Linked DNA regions of Mus musculus: all the other regions are linked to region 2. A link is a contact called in public HiChIP or PLAC-seq data. All regions are on one chromosome and are shown on one strand. Each heading gives the region's core, a stretch centred on a gene start, on an enhancer-like site or on the middle of the called end of the contact. The rest is flanking DNA. Distances are from core to core; before and after follow the strand shown.

Region 1 (3,010 bases), core at 464-2,963, 160 kb after region 2:
GCTGGGGCTGCTCTTGCAGGCTTGCAGGTGGAATTCATCAATCCCATCTTCGAGTTCTCGCGGGCCATGCGGCGGCTGGGCCTGGACGATGCAGAGTATGCCTTGCTTATCGCCATCAACATCTTCTCAGCCGATCGGCCTAATGTGCAGGAGCCCAGCCGTGTGGAGGCCCTGCAGCAGCCCTACGTGGAGGCGCTCCTCTCCTACACGAGGATCAAGCGCCCACAGGTACGGGAGCTGCCTGTTGTATATGAGCAGTCTCAGTATTGGGGTCCAGTGGCACATGTTGGGCACACTGAGCCTGGGGCCTGACCACTCAGGGTGCTGGCTTTCCAGACAAAGCTGGCTTTGCAGGACAGGGCCCCAGCAGGACCGACTTGCCTCCTCTCCCTGCAGGACCAGCTCCGCTTCCCACGCATGCTCATGAAGCTGGTGAGCCTGCGCACCCTCAGCTCCGTGCACTCGGAGCAGGTCTTTGCATTGCGACTCCAGGACAAGAAGCTGCCGCCCTTGCTGTCCGAGATCTGGGATGTGCACGAGTAGGGGCAGCCACAAGTGCCCCAGCCTTGGTGGTGTCTTCTTGAAGATGGACTCTTCACCTCTCCTCCTGGGGTGGGAGGACATTGTCACGGCCCAGTCCCTCGGGCTCAGCCTCAAACTCAGCGGCAGTTGGCACTAGAAGGCCCCACCCCACCCATTGAGTCTTCCAAGAGTGGTGAGGGTCACAGGTCCTAGCCTCTGACCGTTCCCAGCTGCCCTCCCACCCACGCTTACACCTCAGCCTACCACACCATGCACCTTGAGTGGAGAGAGGTTAGGGCAGGTGGCCCCCCACAGTTGGGAGACCACAGGCCCTCTCTTCTGCCCCTTTTATTTAATAAAAAAACAAAAATAAAGTTTGAGTACAAGCCATTCCTGAGCCCAGTGTGGAGAGGGTGGGCCATCTCTCTGCCCAGGTGACTGCGCTTGGTCTAGGTTCAGGCCACAGGGGTAGGGGTCGCTCCGCCGAAGACAGGTTATCTTCATACAGCATAGTTTGAGACACTAAGGCGGATGGAGGCCAGTGGAAAAGGAGAGGAACTTTAAGAGGAGGGTCTCAAAAGAACACTTCTTTTTTTTTTTTTTTTTTTTTTTAATTTTATTTATTTTATTATTATATGTAAGTACACTGTAGCTGTCTTCAGACACACCAGAAGAGGGCATCAGATCTCATTATGGGTGGTTGTGAGCCACCATGTGGTTGCTGGGATTTGAACTCCGGACCTTTGGAAGAGCAGTCGGGTGCTCTTACCCACTGAGCCATCTCACCAGCCCAAAAGAACACTTCTTAGGGCCAGGTTTTCAAAAGCTGAGGACTGCATCTGGCCATGAGTGTCATAAGTCAGGAAATGATTTGTGGGGCAACAGAAGTTATACAAGAACCTGGGCGTGTAGGGACTCTGAGGAAAACAGAAAAGAAGCTTGCTTCTAGCAAAGCATCAGGGTAGCATCCACTGTGGCAGTCTTCTAACGCTCCTGCAGTGGGCGCTCGGGGACCGCAGGCCAAACCCCTAAGAGCCAGGATGCTGGGGGCGTGTCCTTGTTCCGTTAGCGTCATGGGGCGGGGCCACTTGCGAGAGGCGTGGTTGTGGGTCCTCCAGAGTGGGACGTGGTTTGATCGCCCAAGCGGGCTAGGGGCGGGACCCAGCGGGCGCGCCGCAGCTCTGGGCCTGCGCGCAGAGGGTTCAGGGGTCACGGCGGCGTATCTTGTGGCGGGAAAAGCTGTTTGAGGCGGTAAGTAAGGAAGAAGAGTATGGGGCGCTCGGTCGCGCAGCTGACGCCTCGAGCAGAGTGCTCGCAGAATGTCTGCAGCTGGGGGAAGGATAGAGCAAGGCTGGCAATGCAAAGGACAGATCCCCTGGAGCTTAGGACCTGGGGTGCGCTGGACTGTCCGGGTGTGGGCTCAGCGGCGTGCACGCTAGCCAGGAGGGAGGGGCCGGAGGTGCAGGGCGTTGGTGCCTGTTCCGCTGTTCGAGAGACAAGGCGACGGTATCAGAAAGTCCAGCAAGAAGTAGGAATGAGCCGGGAATAGTGGCGCACTTTTATCCCCCGCACTCGTGAGGCAGAGACAAGCGGATCTCCGAGTTTGAGGCTAGTTTAGTTTACAGAGTGAGATCCAGGATAACCAGGGATACACAAGAGAAACCCTGCCTCAAAACCCCAAATTTTTTTTAAAAAGTAGGAATGGGAGGAAAAGTAATGCCTTAGAGCCTTTTCTTTTTTTCTTAGTGCGTGCGCTATGATGCGCACGTGGAGATCTGAGGACAACTTTGTGGCGTTGTCTCTTTCCGCTATGTGGATTCCCTAAGATCTAACTCAGGCTGTTCAGCTTGGCCAACAAGCTCAAATATCCATTCCGCTGTCACATCGGGCCCCATGTGATGCTTTATATACTAAATAGAACAAGCAAATTGATACTAGATGGGACAGTCTGCTTACCCAGTTTGGTGTTTGGTGGGGGAGGTGAGACATATCCCACAGTCCCAGAGCAACTGTCACTGCAGGGTCCCAGGGGAGGAGCCAGGTGTGAAGCTGGCAGTGTGTGAGGTACCCTGGGGAAAATGAATGGTTACTGTTTTAGTGTGCCACCATCACCACAGCGGGAGTGGGAGTGAAGACAGCTGTCCTGCAGGATGCTGCAGCTTCAGAGAGCATCCCTCTAGCGAGTGGGGCTTGCACCTGGGTCTGACTGTCCTGAGGGGAATGGGAACGTTGTGCCTCCAAGAACATCCCTGTCCGGGAAAAGGGGAGACTGAGGTGACAGAAGCAGTTTGTGGGAGTGGAGGAGCTTAAGGGGCCACCCCTCCAGGAGAGGTACAGGAATCCTTGGATCTGGCAGCCCTGGGAGAGGTGACATGAAACAATTGTTCAGCCTTTGGAGGCAGGAGGATGGCATGTTCTAAGCCTGCTAGGGCAGCTTGGTGAGATGATGTCTCAAAATGAATAAGAGAGCCAGGATGTAGTTAGTGGT
Region 2 (3,111 bases), core at 222-2,721:
TTACAGAATTGTCGGACTGGGCTACAGAGGTGGCTCAGTGCTTAAGAGCACTGGCTGCTCTTGTAAAGAACGTAGATTCAGTTTCCAGCTCCTACACGGTGGCTCACAAACACCTGGAACTCCAGTTCCAGGGGAATCTGATGCCCTCTTCTGACACCCACAGGTACTGCATGCACAAATGGCATATAATACATGCAGAAACAAACAAACAAACAAAAAAAACAAACCCCAAAACCCCAAAACACTTATACACATAAAATTTTAAGAATTTTTAAGTGCTCCAGATTTTAGAGGTTTTCATTTCGGTTCTTTGCAAAAATGACCTGACTGTCCAGAAAGAGTCTGAATTCTGGAAGGCTCCCAAGTGTTTGAGACTCAAAATGTGTGTGCAGACTTGTTTGTGCTTGAATAACGGCTGGTTCCCGTGAATCCTGGCACCTAGAGCTTTGAGGCTGGCTTTGAACTCTAACTAATTAGAGGGATTCAAAGTCATGGTCCTCTTGCCTCAGCTTCCTGAGTTACTAGGATGACAGGCCACGGGTTTACTCACTGGTGGAAGGTTATTACAAATGTTAGATTATTATATTTTTTTAAAAGACAGCTGTAGAGAGACAGAAAGAAAGGCTTGGTCCAACCTTAGATGGGACCGTGCTTATTCACCGCAAAGAAGTAGATGGCCAGAATGCCTCCAGAGGAAGAAGTCACCCCTTATCCCATTGAAATGATTGCTGTAGTCTGCAAAGAAAGCTGGGAAATGTAGTCTTTCAGCAAGACAATGCCAAAAACACCCCGTTTATAAAAATCACAGTGTTTGAGAAACACAAGAAGACAGAAGTGTGTGGCTGGCCACACCTAGTGATGGGCATTATAGAGATGGGAGTGTCCCGCATACATCGTCAACTCTGTGTGACTTTGGACAGGTCACCTGACTTCTTTGAACCTCAGCTTTTCTCCCTCTCAACCCTTTCTCAAAATTCTGCCTAGCTGTCACAGCAAAGGACACATGCCCGCCCAGAGGAGAAGCTCGGATGCAGAAAGGAAGGCCAGGGGGTGGCTCAAGGGTCTCCCACCTGTCTTAGAGTTAGCCTTTATATACTGGGCTTGGTTCTTGAAGGATGTCGCCACTTTTTCCAGTTGATCCACGACTGCAGACCAGAAGGGAGGCCCTGTCAGGTCAGAAGGCCCACAGCTCCCCGGGCCTCTTCCCTACGCACCCAAGTACACACCCACTTTCCCCACGAAAGCGTTCATTGCATAGTCCCTGAAGAAAGGCCCCTCCATGCTCAACAGCAGGGCCTGCGCGCGCGCCTGCAGCCCTTCCAGATGGAAGCGCTTGGTGACGATGGCATCACGCAACTGCCTGAGCTCCAGTAGCACTGACTGGTCGCACTGCAGGCAGCCCCATGCCCCGGGGCCGCCCAGGCCACACAAAAGCACCAGGGCCAAGGCCAAAGGCATGGTGGGGACTTTGTGACCTCACAGGGGCGACCTCAGAACACTCCGAGTGTAGCTCTGGAATCCAGGTAGTTAACATATTTATTGAACACCTGTTGGGTGCTGTTCTAACCCCCATCCCCCACCCCCACCCCCTCCACCCCCACCCTGCCCTCCTCCAACCCCTAAAGCCTGGCTGAGAAAGACTGAAGTGTCCTGCCTTACTGTAGGCTAAATTTACTAATTCAACAGACTTTCTTGCTTTCCTTCTTCCTCACGTTTCTTTCTTTTTTCCTCTTTCTCTCTTACAACATCTTACTAATTTTCGAAGCCAGGTACGTCTTTAATCCCAGCACTCTGGAGGCAGAGACAGGCAGATCTCTGTTAGTTCTAGGCCAGCCTGGTCTATATTGAAAGGAAATAAAACTTGAGACCTGTGATTCATGTAATGTATGTCAAATAGCCCAAAGAGTTGTTTGTGAGCTTTGAAACCTGGGGCTGAGAACATAGCAGAACAGACCAGGACATGCCGGGACAGGCCCGTCCCCTCCCTATCTCCCACCCCTCTGACCTAAGTTAAATGTTAACAGGCTGCTGATGTTTAAATGGACCAATCATGTGAAACCGTGCCAATTCCTCCCCCAGCCCCACTCCTTTTCTATAAAAACCCCTAGCTTCCAAGCCTCGTGGTCGAATCCACTGTCTCCTGTGTGAGATACGTTTCGACCCGACGCTCCGCCATTAAAATACCTCGTGTTGTTACATCAAGGTGTTGTGTTCTGTTGGTGATTCTTGGGTGCACACAGAATCGGGAGTTGAGTGGGGGTTTCCCCACTAGGTTCTTTCAATATTAGTGAATGCTAGGACAGCCAGAGCTACATAATAAGACCTTGTCTTGGAATAGGTTTTTTTTTTTTTTTTTTTTTTGAGACAGGGTTTCTCTGTATAGCCCTGGCTGTCCTGGAACTCACTCTGTAGACCAGACTGGCCTCGAACTCAGAAATCTGCCTGTCTCCCGAGTGCTGGGATTAAAGGCGTGCGCCACCATGACTGGAAGAATAGTTTTTTAAAAAAATAATTTTTGAGAATTTCACAGACACATACAATGCATTTTGATCCTATTCATCGCCCCAAATACTCCCAGGTCCACACCCGGTTTCTCTTTCTCTTCTTCCTTTCTCCAGCCCTCCCTCTCCCTATTTCTCTTCTAAGAGTGTGTCACACAGCCCAGGCTGGCCTTGAACTTTATATTTATCGAAGGATGACATTGAACTCCCAATCCTCCGGTCTCAACCTCCTGATAGTGGTGATTATCTAATTGTAAGTCCAATTTTAAAAGTTCAAGGAGCCAGTGCGATGGCTCAGCAGGTCTTCAATGTTAGGCTAAGCAGAGAAAGGTCTGGGACAAGCTGTGCCACTAAGAGATCACACCACACAGTAGATCTAAGGCAAGAATGCTATTATGGGTGAGTGGGGGAGGGAAGGGATCTCTAGAAGTTGGACAGAGAGATTCAGACAGACTGACAGAGAGACAGAGAGACAGAGAGAGACAGAGACTGAGAGACAGAGAGACTGGGAAACAGAGAAGAGACACAGAGAGAGACATGATGCTGAGAGAGACCTTTCAAAGGGTGTGCACATCCCACTGAAACGTAAGCAGTAAGCAGCTTGTAGCAA
Region 3 (3,145 bases), core at 64-2,563, 220 kb before region 2:
TTAACCTTTTCTGTTTTTGAGACAGGGACTCTCCATGTAGTCCTGGCTATCCTGGAGCTGTTTACATAGATCAGGCTGGCCTCAAACTCACAGAACACTACCTTCTATTCACAAGGACTCAGTGCTGCCTCTTCCTAGGTCCCAGGACATAACTACCTTCTAGACCCATTCTGGGGGTGTCAAATTAGAAAAGCCTGTCAGGGGTGCCGTTTTGTTCATGGGGATAATAGACATGGACTCTCCCAAGTCCCTTTGCCCCAAATTTCTCAATAACCCCGGGCATTGGTGTTCTGGGGGCTTTGACTTCCCTGCAACTAGTGAACCATAGAACCTAGGGAGTCGGAAGCAAAACAAACTGACCCAGTCCTCAGCTGTGGCTTTAACTGGCTTTTCCTTGAGTGGTTCTCCAGAACTGATGGAGGAAGCAATTTTGATCTTATGACCATTATAGGCAGATTGTCTTCGGTACTGGGGTTTAGGGAGGAAAAAAGAGTAACCTATATTGAAAAATGTTTAAAAACCAAAATAGTAATCCCAGTTTTCCATTTTTGAGCTGTAGTCTTGGGGAAGCCACTCAATCTCTTTGGACCTCAGTGTCTATGGTAACAATCCTTAACCGGCAGTCCCTCCTCTCATGGATAAGAGGTTTGCAGACAAGTCAAATTTCCAGGCGTTGTTTTTAGGGAAGGGAATGCTCCCGAGGCCGGGGCTCGGGAGTGGAGACCGACTGGGAAGAGGGAGGCGCCTGCGTAGTGGACACCTCACGGTCTACCGCCTCGCCCAGCCCCTCTCTGCAGCAGGGAATTGCAGGCATCGCTCCACCTATCGCAGTTCAGCTAACTGACAGGGCTTCTTTCTCCTTCCTTCTCTACGGATCGTCGCCCTTTTGCCCGCCCCCCACAACCGCCCCTTCGAGGGCGGAAGTATGACGCTTCCGGCGAATCGGCAGAGCCTTGCGAAGAGCAATCTCCTCACCCATTGGTCTTCTTTTCCCGAAGTTCCGCCTCCTTCGGCCTCTTACATCCCGCCCTACTGGCGCGGAGCTGGTAGTCCATCCAATTAGCGTTGGTCTCGGCCGTTCAGGGGGCGGTCCCAGAGTGTGTCATCGAACTCCCCCGTCTCTAGGGCAACGCCCCCTGCCTCCCTGCTCCGAACGGAAATAGCCCGGTACTGCACCAATCATCACCTGGTGTCTTTACTATTTAGCCAATCAGAGAGAGAGGAGGGCGGGCGTTCTATTGTGAGCGGCAGGGCTCTCAGCTAACAAGTGGCGTACGTTCCCGGATGACAATCCGTAGGGGCGGGTCTGAGGCGGGGCGTCGGCCTGCAGCCAGCCCGCCGCTAGCCCGCCCTCCCCCGGCCGGCTCCTCGGCGCCGTCTGGGGTCCTTTCCGCCCGGTGCCGCCAGCCAGCCCCGCGCCCGTTCGGCCAGGCTTGGAGCCGAGCCCTCCGCCATCATGCCGGCTGTATCCAAAGGCGATGGCATGCGTGGGCTCGCCGTGTTCATCTCCGACATCCGGAACTGTGAGCTCATGACCGGGGCCCGGGGGTCACGCGGCGACCGGGCGGAGGGAGCAGGGAAGCGCGGGGGTGTCCTCCCGGGAAGGACCAGGATGGCGCGGGCGGACGTGGCGGGAGGAGGTGGAGGGAATAGGGCAACGGGTTAGGTAGGTCATTCAGTGCCATCTCGAGCCTAGATGGAGGAAATCAGGGACGCAGAAGAGATGGGAGGCGGGCAACCACCTAGGGCCAGGGGCCAGAAGTTGGGGAACTGCCCAGGAACCAGAGATGATATAATTGGGGACAGCAGAAAGACCAGATATAATAAAGTGGGAAGACAGCAGAGGGACTCGAGATGATAAAGTGTGTGTGTGTGTGTGGGGGGGGGGGGGGATCAGGGTAACCAGAGATGATGAAGTGGGGAGATACCAGAGGAATCAGAAATAGAAATGGGGTGACAGCAGAAGGATAGAGAAGATAAGGTGGGGGACAGCAGAGGGATCAGTGATGGAAGTGGGGAAACTGCAGAGGAAGCAGAGATGATAGGGTAGGAACAACACCATAGGGCCCCCAGATGATAAGGTGAGGACATAGCAGAGAAACTAGAGATGATAAGGTTGGGGGGACAGCAGAAGGACCAGAGATGAAGAGGTAAGGGACAGAGGACCAGAGGATGATGTATGAAAAGACTCTACATGGAAGATTGTGTAAAAGACATGGAAGGCACCAGGTGTACTTGTGCAGGCCTTTAATCCTACTACCTCTGAGACACAGGTAGGCTGATGATCTCTGTGAGTCCATGACAGCCAGGGTTACACAGAGAGACCCTGTCTGAAACAGCTAACGTCCCCCTAATCCCCCACCCCCAAACAAGGACAGCATTGAAGAGGCTACATGTAAAAAATAAGGGACTATAGTATAAAGTCTTGGGGAACCTAAGATACCAGCAGGCTCTGGGAAGGTATCACAGAGTGAGTGTTTATGATGGAAGCAAGGTATCTTAATGCTCTGTGAGAAGAGCTCTATCAAGCTGGGGGAGGGGAAGTTTGTACCCTGAGGAAGGGAACAAGGCAGGCCTGGATCCAAGCCTTTTTTGGCTTATTACAGCAATATGAGGACCATAGTCCCTTCTAGGAAGGGTTGTAACAATGGCCTGGCCTGGCTGCTGGTCAGCTCTCAACTCCAGGGAGTAGATGCTCTGTGTGGAGCTGTCAGGACCCTTCAGAGGGTCCATGAGTAGATGTGGTCAGCCAGAGCTGGCTTTGTGTTACAGAACTCTGTCACTGGGTGACCTTGAACGAGGGACCTCACCTCTCAGTTTATTCCTGTCAGGAGAGGCTGCTGATGGCTTCTTAATGAGGGGTGGCTGGGCTGATGTGGGGTGAGGTCCTAGGCCAGGTCCTTGTAGCTGCTGTTGGCATTGGCTAACATCTAAAGAAGGACTCCTCCAAGCTGCTCGGGGGCGGGGGGGGGGGGATGTTGAGTTCAGTAGGTGTCAGCAAAAGGACAGTGGGAAGCTGTGTGCTCCCTTACCTGGGAGATGCTTCAGACCCGGTGAAAAGAGGCGGAGCTAGGAAGGGTTGTAGACTTTGGCATGGGTATCTGTTAAAAATGGGTGTGGTTTATCTGTTAACTACTGATGGGTG
Region 4 (2,988 bases), core at 169-2,668, 160 kb before region 2:
GAACTCACTCTGTAGACCAGGCTGGCTTCAAACTCAGAAATCCGCCTGTCTCTGCCTCCCGAGTGCTGGGATTAAAGGCGTGTGCCATCACGCCCGGCTTCCCGTACCTTTTAATTAATGCCTAGTGTCACTACTCAATCTCTATTATTATTGTTTATTAATTATGAGACAAGGCTGTCGTATTAAGTCAGTTGCCCAATCAGGTTTTGAGCTCACTTTGAAGTGCAAGCAGACTCTGAATTATGTGCACATGTGACACAGGACTTGTGTGGGGCTCAGGGAGCACTTTGTAAGGGTCTCTTTGCTCCTCCCACCATAGGGTTTAGGGAAATTGAACCCAGGTTGTCAGGCTTGGTGGCAGACAAGGACCAGGTGACCTCTCTTGCTGCTCACCTTCCAGTTTAGCTTTTTAAATCAATTATAAAACACGAGATTTTTAAAAAGCCAGCCTACTGCCAGGACATTTGCTCCAGGTGACAGGCATCATAGCTTGGGTGTGCTGTCAGGGGCCTGATATAATTTGGTTAAAGTAGTGTATGAATCAGCAAGGAAGAACAAAGTATAGTCCAAATAGGTTTTCTAGTTTAAAAGAAGGCAGGAGGGAACTTCTCGCATGCAAGAGGCTATAAATTCAAACCTCAGCACCCTATATATAGTTTAACAGCCACGTGTAGTAGTGCACACCCAATTAAAGGTGAAGACAGAAGGCTTAGGAGTTCGAGGTCAGCCTGGGTGCATAAGCTAACACTGCGTAAACACAACGCCACTTACATCGAGCGCAGATAATCTAAGGCTGGATAGTATCACAGGTTAAAAACAAACGGAAGCAAGAAATGCCACTGCACAGTCCTTTCAGATCAAGAACGTGATCTGGGTAAGGCAACTGCTAGAAGGCCCAAGCAACAGTGGGCAGACCCTGGACAAATGGGCCAGCAGCTATGCTGGTCACGCCCAGGCTGCGAGAGACCCGCTGGAAGTTGTAGTCTTTTAGCCACCTTGCCACGTCACCGCCTCCAAGAGGCAAGAACGCCTGGTTCCTACATCTACCCCTCAGTCTGGTGGTAGGTTCCGTCGCGCCACCCATTATCCTGTCTACCGCCTTCTGTCCCTCCAGCAGTGAGGACTTGGTATTGTCTCACCAGCTCGAACTCTTGTAGCACAGTTTCTCTCTTGTCATTTCCAAGTCTGAAACCCTCCCTCCCTGACCTTCTTGGTTTGCTCCAGCCACACCCCCTTACAGTCCTCCATCCCTGTTTGTCAGCGCTGGCTCCCCAGCTCCATAGTCTGTTGGTTAGCGCCGGCTCCTCCTCTCCCCGGCGTTGGTCCCGGCTCTCCCTCTTCTTCCACGTTGGTAGGCGCCAGCCCACCCCCCCCGCATCTCCCCCCAGCTTCGCGTTGGTTGGCGCCGGGCTCCCCTGTTCGCTGCAGTGGTTCGGCCGCGGCGACCCCTCAGCGGCGCGTCCCCCGCCGCGGTCCCGCTCCGCTTCTCCCCGAAGCCGCGCGCCCGCGCCTGTCGGTCGGCGGACCCGCAGCCCCCCGTGAGGCCCACGGCCTCCCACCCGCCATGGTCCGCCCGCGCCGTGCCCCGCACCGCTCCGGCGCCGGGGGCCCCCTCGGAGGTCGTGGCCGGCCACCGCGGCCCCTGGTCGTCCGCGCCGTGCGCTCACGTTCCTGGCCTGGCGGTCCTCGAGGCCCGCAGCCACCGCGGATCCGGGCTCGTTCGGCCCCTCCCATGGTGAGTCCCACGGCCTGTTTCCAGAGCCTTCCACGCACGCCCCGCCCCGCCACCCCTCCCCTGGCGGGCGCCTTTGTCCGCAGCGCCCACGGGCCTCCCGCGGGAGGGCGCACCCAGGGGTCCGGGATCAGTCCTTGATCGGCTCTGGGCGCTCCCCTTTGTTGCGCGGCGGGCTGGGCGGGGGGCGGGGTACGGAGGCGGGGCGGGTTCGAATTACTGCTGACTGCGCGGCCGGCTGCACACGCGCGCGGGGGGCGCCTGGGGTGCACGCTTGTTTTTCCAATTGCAAAGTTGGTCCTCGGCCTCCGGGTCTGGAAATGCGCGAAGCGGCCGGTGGAGGAGCCCGGCGCTTACACGCGCGCCCAGCTGTTGCTCGCGGGGGCGTTGTCCCCCGGGGCCAGATGGCGATTGTGGACAGTCCCTCTATTTGCATACCCGCCCGCCCCGCAGCTAGCCCAGACCTTAAGCCTTAAGATAAAGCTTAAGGTAAATATTCAGCTCTGTAAGTTCGTGGGGTTGTCACCTTTTTGTCCACTCAGTAAACGTGCGCGCACTTTCTAGAAACATTGAGATTTTCTTGGGGCAACAAAATTGCCCCCATTGTGATGGTGGACTCGTGGCCACACCTGCGCATGCTTGGCCAGCGGTAAGCTATTCCCTGGCGTGGTACTGACCACTTCAGACTTCTGACGACGTTGTTCTCCGAGGAGCTGAGGCGGGTCTGTCGCCTGGATCACCTGAGGAACGCAGACACACCCCTCGCTGTAGTACAGCCTAGGCTTGAAGTTTTCTCTTGGTGTTGGGAGCCCTTCCTGGGGTCCTCATATGTGTCCCTTTTCTACAAATGTGACTTGGCTCTGGCCATGCAGTGCGCAAACAGCAAATCAGGCATGCGTAAACACGAACTTGGCGCTTAGTGGGCTTCATGTTCCTAGTTTGTTTCCCTGCTGTTGTGGGCATACAGGTGTTTTTGGGTGCAGGCAAACACACAAGCCTCTTAATGGTTATCCCTCACCCCGCACTTGAATAGTTTTGGATTTTGTTTAGGTTCCTAAGTGTGTTTGCCTGATTTTCACCGACTGTGTGGTGGTGTACATGCTGACACTTGTAGTGTCTCACTGCACACCCAGCCCAGGCAGCCAGTGTGCGGATTTGCTGTAATCCTGAGGGCTTGGGTCTGCAGAACCATCAGGAAGGCCCCTCAGCAGTGAAGACCTAGGCTCTTCTGCTACTTAAGTCACCGGGAGAACTTT

The links. HiChIP or PLAC-seq counts read pairs in DNA pulled down with a chosen protein or histone mark.
Region 1: an H3K27ac HiChIP or PLAC-seq map of embryonic stem cells shows a contact between it and region 2, with 19 read pairs. The contact joins the promoter of Pold1 here to the promoter of Izumo2 in region 2. A contact is called at or near these places in 14 of 39 promoter capture datasets (the 3T3-L1 cell line, 3T3-L1-derived adipocytes, the HPC-7 cell line and 7 more), 3 of 484 Hi-C or Micro-C datasets (frontal cortex, neural progenitor cells and pancreatic cancer cells), 4 of 115 datasets of contacts at active chromatin or transcription factors (astrocytes, embryonic stem cells and pancreatic cancer cells) and 2 of 9 other capture datasets (adipose tissue and liver).
Region 3: an H3K27ac HiChIP or PLAC-seq map of embryonic stem cells shows a contact between it and region 2, with 3 times the contacts expected there. The contact joins the promoter of Ap2a1 here to the promoter of Izumo2 in region 2. A contact is called at or near these places in 3 of 39 promoter capture datasets (cranial neural crest, embryonic stem cells and hippocampal neurons), 2 of 484 Hi-C or Micro-C datasets (embryonic stem cells and pre-B cells) and 7 of 115 datasets of contacts at active chromatin or transcription factors (bone marrow-derived macrophages and embryonic stem cells).
Region 4: a contact with region 2 is called in an H3K27ac HiChIP or PLAC-seq map of embryonic stem cells, with 5 times the contacts expected there. The contact joins the promoter of Ptov1 here to the promoter of Izumo2 in region 2. A contact is called at or near these places in 2 of 39 promoter capture datasets (hippocampal neurons and stem cell-derived epiblast-like cells), 7 of 484 Hi-C or Micro-C datasets (all in embryonic stem cells), 11 of 115 datasets of contacts at active chromatin or transcription factors (embryonic stem cells, epiblast stem cells, extraembryonic endoderm stem cells and 3 more) and 3 of 9 other capture datasets (adipose tissue, liver and pancreatic islet).

What each region holds. Positions count from the first base shown.
Region 1 is chr7:44,547,518-44,550,527 of GRCm38.p6, reverse strand. Pold1 (polymerase (DNA directed), delta 1, catalytic subunit) reads left to right here and starts at 1,713. Exons shown (of 27, transcript NM_011131.3): 1 at 1,713-1,773. Nr1h2 (nuclear receptor subfamily 1, group H, member 2) reads left to right here. Exons shown (of 10, transcript NM_001285517.1): 9 at 20-228; 10 at 397-912. The coding sequence ends at 543.
Region 2 is chr7:44,707,090-44,710,200 of GRCm38.p6, reverse strand. It overlaps Izumo2 (IZUMO family member 2), which reads right to left and starts at 1,471. Exons shown (of 7, transcript NM_001368390.1): 1 at 1,227-1,471; 2 at 1,071-1,145. The coding sequence starts at 1,458.
Region 3 is chr7:44,927,658-44,930,802 of GRCm38.p6, reverse strand. Ap2a1 (adaptor-related protein complex 2, alpha 1 subunit) reads left to right here and starts at 1,313. Exons shown (of 24, transcript NM_007458.2): 1 at 1,313-1,523. The coding sequence starts at 1,457. It also overlaps a transcript of Tsks not described here.
Region 4 is chr7:44,868,098-44,871,085 of GRCm38.p6, reverse strand. It overlaps Ptov1 (prostate tumor over expressed gene 1), which reads left to right and starts at 1,418. Exons shown (of 12, transcript NM_133949.2): 1 at 1,418-1,735. The coding sequence starts at 1,565.